Linked DNA regions of Mus musculus: region 2 is linked to region 1. The links are chromatin contacts, called in public promoter capture Hi-C maps. All regions are on one chromosome and are shown on one strand. Each heading gives the region's core, a stretch centred on a gene start, on an enhancer-like site or on the middle of the called end of the contact. The rest is flanking DNA. Distances are from core to core; before and after follow the strand shown. Region 1 holds the start of Nppa (natriuretic peptide type A). Region 2 overlaps Mthfr (methylenetetrahydrofolate reductase).

Evidence for each region. Promoter capture Hi-C pulls out the DNA fragments that hold promoters and counts their contacts.
Region 2: a promoter capture Hi-C map of neural stem cells shows a contact between it and region 1. The contact joins the enhancer-like site here to the promoter of Nppa in region 1. A contact is called at or near these places in 5 of 39 promoter capture datasets (cranial neural crest, embryonic stem cells and neural stem cells), 8 of 484 Hi-C or Micro-C datasets (the G1E-ER4 cell line, the HL-1 cell line, embryonic stem cells and 1 more) and 4 of 9 other capture datasets (adipose tissue, embryonic stem cells, liver and 1 more).

What each region holds. Positions count from the first base shown.
Region 1 is chr4:147,996,212-148,003,713 of GRCm38.p6, forward strand. Nppa (natriuretic peptide type A) reads left to right here and starts at 4,511. Exons shown (of 3, transcript NM_008725.3): 1 at 4,511-4,743; 2 at 4,847-5,173; 3 at 5,564-5,863. The coding sequence starts at 4,624. The coding sequence ends at 5,575.
Region 2 is chr4:148,058,026-148,064,709 of GRCm38.p6, forward strand. It overlaps Mthfr (methylenetetrahydrofolate reductase), which reads left to right. Exons shown (of 12, transcript NM_010840.3): 12 at 1-1,537. Gm13201 (a long non-coding RNA gene) reads right to left here. Exons shown (of 10, transcript XR_004691353.1): 9 at 2,456-2,699; 10 at 1-76. Among named protein-coding and RNA genes, the nearest start is that of Gm13201, 15 kb to the right of the region's middle. Within about 2 kb of position 2,511, at least 15 of the 459 cell types and tissues checked have an H3K27ac peak or open chromatin away from gene starts, as enhancers often do. A contact at or near this core is called in neural stem cells, where this site is marked.

The DNA.
Region 1 (7,502 bases), core at 3,261-5,760:
ACAAATGAACAAACAAAACCCCAAATAAAAATCTTTTTTTAAAAAAAATTTACTTAATGTATGAGTGCTCTATCTGCATGTACACCTGTGTACCAGAAGAGGGCATCGGATCCCATAACAGATGATTGTGAGCCACCATGTGGTTGCTGGGAATTGAACTCAGGACCTCTGGAAGAGCAGTCAGTGCTCTTAACCACTGAGCCATCTCTCCAGTCCTGAGTAGGATAATTCTTGCATGTACATGATATATATATATGCATGCCATGATGCTGTAATAGGAGTCAGGGAACAACTTTGTGAATTCAGTTCTCTCCTTCCACTTTTATGTGGATTCCACAGCTCAAACTCAAGTCGCCAGGCTTATGTGGCAAGGGCATTTACCCACTACACCACCTCACTGGCCCTCACTTTATTTATTGTTTTTGAGACAAGGTCTGTTGGAGTTGGTCTGGTGTTGCTATGTGTTCAAATTCTAAATACTGCACCTCCTCCCCTCCCCAAGATCTGGTTTCCCCTGACAAGGAGATCCTCACATATACCAAGTGATAGCCGGGCAGTGGTGGCGCACGCCTTTAATCCCAGCACTTGGGAGGCAAAGGCAGGCAGATTTCTGAGTTCAAGGCCAGCCTGGTCTACAGAGTGAGTTCCAGGACAGCCAGGGCTACACAGAGAAACCTTGTCTCAAAAAACAAAAACAAAAAAACCAAACAACAACAACAAAAACCCAAGCGATACTATGTAACCTTGATTCCCAAGTTAATTGGTCAATAAAAGGCTAAAGCCTGTGTTTGGGCAGTAGATAGAGGTAGGCAGGTTTTCAGTTCCCTAGCTTGACATCATAGGTAGGGGGAAAAAAGATAGGACACAGAGAGAGGAAGATGCGGCCATGACGGAGCTCAACCGTGAGCGTATGGCCAGGAGAAACATCGAATATCAAGGGACATTGCATAGGATGTAAGTTAGAATTGTTCCAAAGCCTGCCCAATCTAGGCTTACAGTCTGTAAATAAAATACCTGGATTATGTGTCTTTTATATGAGCTAGCTAGAATAAATAATTCCTTTTACAAACATCGCTCGATGAATCTCGCTTTTCTGTGGATGCTGGGGACTCAAACTCAAGTTCTCATGCTTTCAAAGTAGGCATTTCACTGACAGATCTCTCTCCAGCCCTGGATCTTTTTATTTTGGTGGCAGGGTCTCATATAACCTGGGTTGGTGTAGTCTCCCCTCCCCCAGCCTGAAACCTGCTTGCTCAGGGGTGGAGCTTCCTGCTCATTCGTTCTGCCACGCCCACTGCTGGAACCTGCGGAGCCACACACGTGCACCTTTCTACTGGACCAGAGATTATTCGGCGGGAATCGGGTCCCCTCCCCCTTCCTTCATAACTAGTGTCGCAACAATAAAATTTGAGCTTTGATCAGAGTAATTGTCTTGGCTACATTTCTTTCTCTCGCCACCTAGCCCCTCTTCTCTTCCAGGTTTCCAAAATGCCTTTCCAGGCTAGAACCCAGGTTGTGGTCTGCTGGCCGGACACAACAGGTTGGCCTTGAACTTGATACATAGCTGATGGTGGCCTTAAACTCCTGATCCTTCTATCTCAGCCTCTAAGTGCTGGTATCACTGGTGTGCGCCACAAGACCAAGCAAAACATTGATTCCTTGTTCAAAACAGCCATGCCTAAATGTTCCACAATATCTTATCTGCCCAGCCTGAGAGTCATACTGCTTCTATGCCAGCCTTTTGGGTATGTGGCTTTAGGGACATCAAGCCTTCCTGCAGCAGCACACAGTGTCCCCAGGGATAGTTATGAAATCAAATCCCAGACTACAAACTGTACAGACCAGAATTCTAGACCCCGGATTCCTATATAGAAAGTTCGTTCTGCCCACCATTGGCTGAGGTGACTTCTTCCCTGAAGTGAGCATGGAGAGGCTTTGGGCCCAAGAGGGTGGGCCTTTCCATGTCTTTTACATTTCTTTTTTAACTTAATTTTTTAAATTTCTTGTGTGTATGCATACATGATGTATGTGCACATGTGTGCACCCAGCACATGGGGAAGCCAGAGGAGGACATTAAGTGTCCCGTTCTAACCCTCTCTGCCATACTCCCATAACGCAATGGGCCAACCCCTTTGCTGTCACGACCCCTTTGATGTTTGGGTTGAATGACCCTTTCACAGAGGTCACATATCAGATATCCTGCGTATCAGATATTTGCAGTGTGACTCGTAATGGTAGCAAAATTAGTTATGGAGTAGCTGCAAAGTAATTTTAAAGTTGGAGGTCACTGCAACCCGAGGAACTGCATTGAAGGCTGAGAATCATTGCTAGAAGTGAGGTCTCTCACTGAACCTGAAGTTATTTTTTGTTTGTTTGTTTGTTTGGGCGGGCTAGGCTGGCAGGCAGCAAGTTCCAGAGAGTCTCATGTCTTCGTCTCCCAGCATTGCATGCTGTGCCAGCATCCCTGCCTGGGTCTATGAATGATGCCGAGGACTCGGCCTCAGGTCCTCCTGCTTGGGAGATCAAGCATACACCCAGCCCTACCTATTGCTTTTCTTTTTATCATTCCTAAAGCTAAGGCTGGCTGGCTTCTGGACATCTCAGGAAGGTACCCCAAAGCAGAGCAGGACTAGAGATATGGAGAGAAACTTCACATTGGGTTGCCTTCCGATTGGTGCTCAAATCAAAGGCTTCTAGAGGACTGGGCTGAGTGGGTGATGGGCTCCACCACTTGTCAGACACAGTATTATACACTGTGTTGGACATGGCGGCACTGAGGTACGGAGAGCATGCAGAGCATCACAGCAGAGCATCTTTTGCCCCTGCCCCTCAAGGAAACCCTGAGGTCACAGAGTCTCAGTGGATGACATTCACGTCCCCTCCAGTTCCACCCTGGAAAGTTGACTCTAGCCAAAAAAAGATGGGCAAACCTTGAAATTGCACTCCTGGGGCACTGGTCAGGATCATAGCTCTCCTAGGGCCACATAGAGACTTCAGATGTGGCTCAGAACAGAAAAGCAACAGCACTTGTCTGAGGCCACCCGCCTCAGCCGTTCTTCAAGTCTTTGCCCAACTCAAAGACCATCTCCAGGAGGTAGGTCATGTGACACACACAGCAAGGAGCCCGAGTTCCCCCAGTAGGGCTGCTCGCCTAGTCCTCTCTGCTAATAATAATCCCCAGGCACACAATTAAGCAGTGAGCGCATCCCAGGGACTCATCCGGAGGCGACAGTGTGAACTTGCACAGATTTCAGACTTCAAGGAGAGATTGGCCAACCCAAATTGGTTGCCTACAACCCCCAGCTTTCTCAAAGGGCTCTCTTTTTCTATCTTAGAGAAAACATCACCGCAGACACCTCTTGTGACTTCCAGCCACATGACAACTCCACCAGGCAGCCACAGGGTCAATGGGCGTGGAAGTCTTCCAATAGCCCATTAAGACGGTCAGAAAGCAGAGAGCAGCAGAAAATGCACACACTTATCACACACACAAAGCATACATATGTCGAAAATGGCTACACTGGGGTGTGGAGACCACTTGTTAAAGGTGGACTGCCTGCTCATGCTCCTGAGGCTGCCAGAAGAATTCATGGCTCACTTCCTTGGTCTCAAAGGTCATGAAGGACATTATGGAGAATGGTGTATGTGTCCCCCCCTCAATCCCTTACCTCCTCCTTCTATTTCCCTGGGAAGGGTGGGACCACCACATATTTCATGCTCAGAGTCTGGGCTTTGGAAAGAAGAAAAGTGGTTTCATCCTCCAAACCCATCCTGTTGGCACCTTGGACACGAGTCTTGGGAGGCAGTAAAAATAAACTTTAGAGGAAATATGCTCTTCTAACATCCCTTGGTGTTTACACGTGTAGCTGAATTCTTTAGAGCCTGTATCATGTTGGCTTCCTGGCTGACTTCATACTCTAAAAAAAAAATAATAGCTCTTTCACCTGACTGCTAACAGGGACATCTAGGGTGGGGGTGGGCTGTCTGGGGCCAGAGGTCCACCCACGAGGCCGATGAATCAGGTGTGAAGCTAGCTCCAGCATGTGTACTCCCTGGCCAGCCTAGCTGGCCTCCCAGCTGCCTGTCATTGCCTCCTCTCCCGCCCTTATTTGGAGCCCCTGACAGCTGAGCAGCAAGCAGGGGGAGCTGGGTGCAGGCCAGCCGTCACCCTCTGCTTCCCTGCATGGGTCCTGTTGCCAGGGAGAAAGAATCCTGAGGCGAGCGCCCAGGAAGATAACCAAGGACTCTTTTCTGCTCCTCTCACACCTTTGAAGTGGGGGCCTCTTGAGGCAAATCAGCAAGAATGTGACTCTTGCAGCTGAGGGTCTGGGGGAGGGGGGTGAGTGGAGCTGCTCAAGGCAAAGGGGCCGTGACAAGCTTTGCCGAACTGATAACTTTAAAAGGGCATCTTCTGCTGGCTCCTCACTCCATCGCTTTATCGCTGCAAGTGACAGAATGGGGAGGGTTCTAGCCCCCCTGCCTTCTCAAAGAGCTGGGGGGCTATAAAAACGGGAGATGCTGGCAGCTAGGAGACAGTGACGGACAAAAGCTGAGAGAGAGAGAGAAAGAAACCAGAGTGGGCAGAGACAGCAAACATCAGATCGTGCCCCGACCCACGCCAGCATGGGCTCCTTCTCCATCACCCTGGGCTTCTTCCTCGTCTTGGCCTTTTGGCTTCCAGGCCATATTGGAGCAAATCCTGTGTACAGTGCGGTGTCCAACACAGATCTGATGGATTTCAAGGTAGGGCCAGGAAGTGGGACACAGACTGGGACCAGGGTCTCTTTGGTACTGGGTCCATTCCTGAGACGTCCCCTTTCTCTGTATTTATTTTGCCTTTATAAAGAACCTGCTAGACCACCTGGAGGAGAAGATGCCGGTAGAAGATGAGGTCATGCCCCCGCAGGCCCTGAGTGAGCAGACTGAGGAAGCAGGGGCCGCACTTAGCTCCCTCCCCGAGGTGCCTCCCTGGACTGGGGAGGTCAACCCACCTCTGAGAGACGGCAGTGCTCTAGGGCGCAGCCCCTGGGACCCCTCCGATAGATCTGCCCTCTTGAAAAGCAAACTGAGGGCTCTGCTCGCTGGCCCTCGGAGCCTACGAAGATCCAGCTGCTTCGGGGGTAGGATTGACAGGATTGGAGCCCAGAGTGGACTAGGCTGCAACAGCTTCCGGGTAAGAGGAGCTGTGGATGGAAATGGGATAGAGGTCAGGTGGGGTCTTGTTAGGGCTCAAACCTTGCCAAGGGACACTACCAGGGAGCATCTTTGGCAGCTGAGAGCCTGATGCATGTATCATTTTCTCTGTGAGTTCTTCCTCACTACGATGGGTGTCCCTTGAGTTTCAAGACAATGACAACAGCTGCTGCAGGGTCTGAGCCACAAGCACTGGGGAGTTAGAATACAGGGCCAAGACTGCCTCATTAATGCTTACCAGTGCCTTGCTTGCCGGTTTAATCACAGAGGCTAGACTGTGGCTTGTGGGAAATAGTTGATCGCTGTTCAAGTGGAACAATTTAGCCCAGTAAAGGCAGATCATCAAGCCAGTATATTTTTCTCTTTGTAGTACCGAAGATAACAGCCAAGGAGGAAAAGGCAGTCGATTCTGCTTGAGCAGATCGCAAAAGATCCTAAGCCCTTGTGGTGTGTCACGCAGCTTGGTCACATTGCCACTGTGGCGTGGTGAACACCCTCCTGGAGCTGCGGCTTCCTGCCTTCATCTATCACGATCGATGTTAAATGTAGATGAGTGGTCTAGTGGGGTCTTGCCTCTCCCACTCTGCATATTAAGGTAGATCCTCACCCTTTTCAGAAAGCAGTTGGAAAAAAAAAAAAAGAATAAACTTCAGCACCAAGGACAGACGCCGAGGCCCTGATGTGCTTCTTTGGCTTCTGCCCTCAGTTCTTTGCTCTCCCCAGCCTTGATCCCTCATTTCTCCCTCCTTCCCTCCCTCTTCTTGCTGTGTGTGTGTGTGTGGGGGGGGAGCCTCACGTCATAGTCCTCAAAATGCTCTGCCTCCATCACAGAACCCGGGAAAGTCCACCCAGGCTGAAAAGGGCATTTATTTTTAATTCATGAAAAGGGAACACGAACACACCTTTTCCTGAGGACAGGTAATGACATCTCTGCTCAGAAGTTTCAAGCATTCCTTTCTGGTTAGAGCCTGGGTGGCTTTAAGGGGCATTTAGAGAACCAGAAACTGCCCAGATCTGTTACAGAGTGCCAGCTGCTGTGACCATGTGAATTTCACTCTCTGAGTATGGGCAAGTGTGAATGGAGGGTGGGTTAAGCAGCTGAGAGGAGGAAGGTTTACAGGCTGATGGGTGGCCAGTTCAAACGATTTGTGGGCTACCCCACTGCTGCGTCACCACCTATCCACGTGTATCACTCGGTGCTGGAGATCAAACTCAGGGAGCCAGAGGCATTTGAAAATAGCCACAATCTCCCTAACACAGGACTGTGGAGCTTCAACTTGTACGTTGCGTGGAGGAGAGAACCACCAGGAAACATGCAGTACCTTATTTACTTTTAGTTTATGTAGCTTTGGCTGGCCTCAGACTCTAGGAGACCTGCCTTGCTACATTACCAAGTCTGGCTAAGGTGCAGTGTTTTTATACCAGCTTGTGAAAGGCACTGCTCTAAGCAGAGAACACATTCAGGGCTCATAGTGAACACTGCTTCTTCTCTGAGATCACTCAGGTCATCTTATAGCTCCAATAGGATATGGTTTGCTAACCCCCCTGTGTGCTTGTGTGTGTCTGTGTGTGCGCACGCATGTGCGTGTGCCTGTGTACTTGTGTCCCTAACCTGTACTGGGCATGTTATATAAAAATGGGGAGGATAACCCGAGTAGTATCGTGCACACCTGTTGAGGGGCAGCAAGGCCAGGAGCAGACAGTGATTGGCTGGAGATTGAGGAAGAACTTCAATCACTTCCAATCAAAATATTCCTGTCTGAGCCAGGCATGGTCACATATACCTTAGTCCCAGCACTGGGGAGAAAGGGGTCGGCAGATCTCTGTAAAGTCAAGACTAGCCTGGTCTACACAGTGTGTTCCAGGACAGTCAGTGCTATGCGTGAGACACTTACTCAGTTAAAAAACAAAACAAAAACCCACTTTCTACCTGGATCTCAAATTAGAGAGTACAGAGAGCCAGTCAGTGGAGAGTGACATGTGAGGACCAGCGTGAATGGGAGGGAAAAGCATGCATAGAGCCAGTCAGGGGAGAGTGACGTGCGAGGACCAGCATGAATGGGAGGGAAAAGCATGCAGAGAGCCAGTCAGGGGAGAGTGACATAAGTGGACCCGTGTGAATGGTAGGGAAAAGCACGCATAGAGCCAGTCAGGGGAGAGTGACGTGCGAGGACCAGCGTGAATGGGCGGGAAAAGCACGCAGAGAGCCAGTCAGGGAAGAGTGACGTGCGAGGACCAGCGTGAATGGGAGGGAAAAGCCTACATCGGGAGTTGGGAGTCATAATTGCTAAGGAAAAAAAGGAGCTGCT
Region 2 (6,684 bases), core at 1,261-3,760, 60 kb after region 1:
GGGGGCCAGTGGAGGGCCCGTGCAGGCAGTGGCAGCCAGAACTCGAGGGCTGGGCAGAGGGGTCTCTCTGTGACACCTGAAAAGGAGACTTGGGTCAGGAGAGGATGATGCCTTGATTTAAAAGAACAGAAGCCCCACCCACCTACCCCTCAAGTCTCCAGGCTGTGGGCTGGCCCAAGGCGCTAATGGGAAAAGAAGGGAATTCTTCAAGTAGCTGGGACACTCAAGAAGAGATGGACAGGGGCATTGTTTCAAAGGGTGTGGCCTGAGGACTGAGACTCAAAGCCCAGGTTGTGGTCCTCTGTGCCTCTTCCATGTGGCCGTGCCAGGCTGAGCAGCACATTCTCTACAGCAGGTGGCCAGCAGCTGTGAGTCTGAAGGAAGAGCAGGGGGACAAGGACCAACTGCAATGGGCTTGACCCTGCTGACCACAAGGGGGTCCTGCCTGCCTCCTGCCAGAGCAGGCTCCCACCTGCGTGCATAATGGGGCGCTTCACCTGACACTCAGGAGTCCCAAGACCCCCAGATGAGGCAAGCCACCCGTAGTGGCACAGCTCCCTCTGACCATCCTCCCCGTTGGCTGAAAACATCTAAGCAGAGGCTGGCTCAGTACTGCGGTGGAGCTCAGGCCAGCCCTGAGATTGACATTATGCTCCTGAATTAAGCTTTAGATGTTGCCGAAGCCTTGCCTCTCACATGTGGCCTGACTCCAAGGTCTGGGCTCCCAACTAATGCAGCATACACAGGGGATTCACAGCACCACAGAATGGCTCGCCACCTGCACGTGTTGCCAGGGGAAGGCTACCTGGGCATGCATGAACCTGTGGTAAAGAGCAGGACCCTGGGTACCATTCTCAGTGTCTGCGTGTTTCTAGAAACCTCAGTTTATCAGCATATCAGCCCTGCCTTCACTAACAAGAAGAGAATGAAAGTACATATACTTTTAAAAGGTTCTAGTGTACTGGTGAAATTTCACGACGCTGAGGCAAGAGGGCGAGAGGCTGCCTCATGAGCTTGAAGCCACCTGGACTGTATAAGCTGGGTCTACAAAGCCTGTAACATCAACAAGCCCAACAGCATGAGGCCCATGGTGTGCCAGCACCCTGAGCCCGTACGAGGATTCTGAAACCCAGCAACGCTAGTCTTGCAATTCTGTTTCAAAGGCAAAGCCACTTTGATGCCTTATGTTCTTTCCAAAGTTAATTCTGTTCCTCTGGCATCTGAGCAAGAGTCTTGGTGAGGCCAGATTGTCTTTGGGAACACTGTCTAGCCTGCCAGGGACTTGGGCTGAGTCCCCTAGTTACATCTGCAGACCTCTAGGCAGTGTTGTTTCTTGCACCTGGCATTTGTGATTATCTCTCTCCTCCTGATAGGCCTTCAGCCTCTCACTGTTGTGTCAGAGCTAAGAACTTCTGGTCTGAAGGTGACTTTTTGGTACAGAAAAGAGAAAAACCCAAATTTCTACTTTATTTTCTAAAATGAGCACATTGCATTTTTCCAATTAAAAAAAAATTGCTGTCTCCATATAGCTGTTTTTAAATGCTTAGCGTAATTTATTTTTGTGTGCATGTGTGTGTGTGCGTGTGTGTATGTGTGTGCGTGTGTATGTGTGTGTGCGCGCGCACGTGCGTGTGCACACACCTATGGAAGCCAGAACAGGCCATTGAGTCAACAGATCACCCGGAGCTTGAGCTTCACAGGGTTGAAAGCCACCAATGTGGATGTGGGTGCTGGGAAACGAACTCTGGTCCCTCTAGAAAGAGCAACCAGTTACCATGGAACCATCTCTCCAGCTCCCAGATGGTGCTGTAACTGAATTTAAGATCTGAAGGTGTAGCTTAGTGAACATTTGTCCAGCGTCTCTCTTAAAAAAACTATGTGGTGTTTGTGGTATACGTGTCAGGAAGGGCAGGCATGCCTTGGTGAGCATGACAGCCAGAGGACAACTCTGGAGTTTATTGTCTCCTTCTGCCTTCACATCAGTTGTGATAATCAAATCAAGTCATTGGGTTGGCATGGCAAGTGCCTTTACCTGCCCAGACACCCTGCTCACCCATGGATACTTTTTTCCCCCTTTGAGACAGTTTAATTATTCAGCCCTAGCTAGCTTCAAACTCCCGGAGATCTTGCCTCTGCCTGCCTCTGCCTTCCTAATACTGGGATTAAAGGCACACAACACCGTGCCCAGCCACAAACACTTTTAAACAGTGTCCATCTCCCTAATAGAGACCCTTTGAAGGCAGACCTGCACAGGGCTGTCACTCAAGAGGTTTGCTAATGGATCCTCCCGCTTCCACCCTGTTGTTGGCCACCCTGCACTGGGTTGTGTGGTGTCTGTAAATATGTTTGCCCCTGGAGAAGTGTCTAGCCACAATCCCATCGTGGGCAGAAACCAAGTGATTTTAAGGGTTTGTTTTGGAAAGTTGACACCACACCACACACACACACAACTCACACGCATCCAAAAGTATGTGGTGTCCGTCAGTAGCAGGAGATGCCCTCTGCTGGCCAGCCTAAGCCAGTGTCCTAAGTCCATGCCCTGTGCCTGGGTCTGTGGCTCCAGCTTCTGTTTGAACAGAGTTGACTGAGACTGAACCCGGTGGGTCCTAAGGAGACCCCGAAGCCGCTGCCAGCATTGGGTGATAGCAGTTTGTTGGACATAAGCCTGGGCCGCTAACTGCATCCCGACCTCTGGGACTCTGGAGAAAAAGGAGGAGCCTGTTAGAGCCAAAGACAAATGCTCAGCCTGGCCCCTCCCATCCCTATTTTTGATGATCCACCAAATATGCATGAAAGGGGTAAAATATCAGACAGCAGAGGCAACTGTCCTGTTTCAAGGGACAGAGAGGGCAGTGCTAACAGCTACATCCTGTCCCCTCCCCTGGGGAATGCCAGTGCACTGCCCACTTCTGTTGAGTGCATGCGCACACTTGCCCAGGCTAAGACATAAGGCAGTTAAAGTCAGGAGCTTTTCCAAGGATGGGTGACACTAGAAAGTGACAGAATTGGGATCCGCTCCAAAGATCAGGATGTCTCTGTCCTCCTGGCAGACAGACAGACAGACAGGTACCACTCAGCCACGCAATGTGCTCCCCATTACCAAAATCCAAGTTCAAGACCTCGCCTGGAAGCATGGTGTGAGGTTGCCCTCCGGTCTCGGGCACTCACCGCGTTGTCAGCTGCTGGGCAGCATGAGCCTGGTAGACCTGGCCTAGGCAGGGCTGGTACATCCACAGGATCCAGTACAGGGCCACCTGGGCTGAGGCCTCATGGCACCACCCTAGGGTGACTCGCCCCACTGCAAAAGCCTGCTGGGCCTGTGTCCTCCACAGCTGCCTGACAACTCAACTCTGCCGCACAAAGCTTCTCCAGCCCAGGACAAAGGCCACATATTGGTCCTGTGCCAGGGTCCCTGCTCTACAGGTCTCCTGCAAGCTATCGAGTATGGCCCCTAGGTCTCTTCTCAGGCTGTCCTGGAAGTCTTCACGCTGGTCCTCTGACACTCTTATGTCCCTCATATGGTCACACTAGGCCTGGAAAGAGCTGCAGGGGGCAGGGATGTTGATTCTCAGTTGGGTTTTGTGTTTATTCAAAATGATACCTGCAGAAATGCCTGAGATCCCAGCACTGAAGCAGGGGGGTTCCTAAGGCTAACCCAGGCTTGAAGACCTTGCAAGGCTAGGAATCTAACTCAATTAGTAAAGGGCTTTCCTAACGTACACAAAGCCTATGGTTCAATCCCTAGTACAAAGTCTGGAGTCCAATCCCTAACACTAAATAAAGTAGGCATGGTAGCTTATGCCCAGAAGCCCAGCACACCTTATATAGAGGCAGGAAGATCAAGATTCAAAGCTATCCTTGGCTAACCAGAGGCAGTTGGAGGCCAGCCTGAGCTATACGAGTTCATCCTCTCTTGGCTACTTTAAGAGGACTGAGGGCCTAAATCTCCTCAGAGCTAAAGGAAACACCTACCTCTGTCACCGTCACTGGCCTATTGAAGTCAGAGAGCTAGCCTGGTCAAGAGGTGAATTGTGAGGCTTGTTACCAACCCCAAAAGTAAAGCGAGGCTGCTGACCAACTCCTCTGGCTCAGACCAGCTTTCTCCTTAGTTCTCCATCTCACCTAAGTCCCAGACCTCTAGTGGGAATCCCCAGAGCTTTTCATGCCCGGGCTCCCTGCCTTTCCCAGGTGGCAAGGGCAGACCCCTCCTACCCCACAAGCCCCTACCCCTGAAGACATCTCAGCTACAGCCTGCTGCCGCTCCAGTCCCTAGACACAGCCTTCTGAAGAACCTGGAGGTGGACCTGTCCCCACCTCTGGTACTGTTCACAGAGAAACTGCTGCCCTGGGGCCAGAGAGACTGAGAGCCACTGGGGACCCCCCCAGCCTCTTCCCTGTTTCCTGCTCAGCCAGCCCTCTGCCCTACACTCTAACTGCCCGGCTAAAATGCTTTTGGTTACCAGGCACTGTATTCAGGAAGTTGAGGCTCTGTTTGTTTTGTTGTTGTTGTTGTTTGTTTGTTTTGTTTTTCTTGGTGCTGGGGACTGAACCCAGAATGTTGCCCATGTCAAACCCACACTCCCCAGAGAATGCCATTCCCAGACTTTTTGTTGAAGATGTTGGCAATGTTTTTAGGCACTGGAAGAATTCAGTTTTAAAACTCTCGGGGCTGGGTATATAGCTCTGTTTCAAGAACACATGCTTTGTCTCATGTGTATAAAGCCCTGGGCTCAATCCCCAGAATAGCACAATCCAGGCATGGTGTCAGAGGACTATAAGCCCAGCACTTGAAAGGTGGGTGGAGGAGGATGGAGTGTTCAGAGTTACCCTCGGCCAGCTACACAGCAAACTGGAGGTGAGTCTTGGCCACAAGAGACCCTTTCTTCAAACAAACAATAATAAAATGAACTTCCAATCTAGATTTGCAGGGGCTAGAGAGATGGCTGTGCAGTAAGTGCCTGTATTACTTTTCTAGAGGCCTGGGTTCCATTCCCAGCACCCACATCAAGTGGCTCACAACTGCCTCTAACTCCAGCTTCAGGGATCTGATGCCACTGGTCTTTGAGGGCACCAGCATGCATGTGACCTACATTCACACAAATACACAGATGCATTCATGGTTAAAAAAGAAAAGAAATCTTCCCCCCAAAAAAAAAAATTAGATTCTGATTTCTCTTTTAAAACCAGAAAATTTGACGTCCATTCCTGAGAGACAAGTAGTGAGCTGGAGAAGTGGCTGGCCCCAGTGGGCAGGGCACCAGCTGTCTAAGACAGTCGAGTCTGTACTGGTGGGCATACAGGACATTGAAAATGGCTGCCACTGAGCTGGCAAGATGATTCAGTAAGTAAAAGTACAGAATTAGGCCCTAAAGAGATAGGTGCTTTGGCCCCGGAACCCGAGATGAGTGGGTTCTGCAGAGATGCCCTGTAGTGAGACTTACCAGCACCCCTACAAGGGAACTTAAGAAGTAGGTGCCTAGCCCCCACAGAGCTTTCAGATGTAGCTCCAGCCCTGGGTGACCCCTCACTGGTAGCCTGATGGGAAAGAAAGAAGCTGGGGGGGGGGCCCCCTAAGCCATTGGACTCTCTCTTGCTTTGTTGACACCATGAGATGCTAAAAGTCTGTGGTTTAAAAGTATAACCTGAGCCGGGTGTAGTGGCACATGCCTTTAATCCCAGCACTCGGGAGGCAGAGGCAGGCAGATTTCTGAGTTCCAGGCCAGCCTGGTCTACAGAGTGAGTTCCAGGACAGTCAGGGCTATACAGAGAAACCCTGTCTCAAAAAAACTAAAAAAAAAAAAAAAAAAAAAAAAAAGCTGTAATAGTGGCTGGGAGTGTGGCTCAGTGGTAGACTGGAGCGCTGTATTCTATCCCCAGAACTGAAGTTAATTTCTATCCCCATTTAGTTACATAAAATGTTGAGGCTATTTGTTGCTCAGAAAGGGGTGGGAGTCTCCTGGAGAGGTGACTACAACTTGGCTGGGGTCAAACTGAGGACAGGGATAAAGATCTTTGTGCGGAGCTAGGATTCTGGGAAGCTAGAGGGGATTCATCCCCTTCCTTCCGCACACAGGCTCCTTGCTCTGCAAGCCTATTTCTTCTACCTCTGCTGCCTAACTGGCATCATGGTCCTGAGAGCACCAGGACTCTCTCTTCCTGGACCTTAGAGCTTAAGCCAGCAACATCTGGAGGCCAGGCAAGGCAAAGGTGATGGGGAAGAGGGAGGTGCTGATATTCTAGCCCAGGGTTTGCTGTGGACTGACAGGATCCCCAGGATCCCCACAGGCACTCGGTGAAGTGGGCACAGTCTTATTCCTGGTTTACAGATGGCCAACCACAGACCGAGAGTACTTAAGTGGCTTGCTCAAGATCCACACAGCAGAAGATAAAAGAGCAGAGACCCACCCAGTCCTAGGTGTACCCTCCGTGATCCAATCCTGGGCTCTGAGATGGCTCTGGAACGGAGTGTCACTAAGGGACCCTTCTGGTCTTCTCCTCTCCCAGGTGTCCCCACCCAGTCCTTGGCTCCCTCTATCAGCAGGAGAGCCAGTGGCTCAGGCCACTCGCACCAGTCCCTGGCCTCGCTCCTGGACTCTCCTGCACTGTCCACCATCCCGCCAGCAGCTGCTTCCACAGACCCATCACAGCCCCACAGTTCCAATTCCAGGCCCAGCGAGCAGCCAG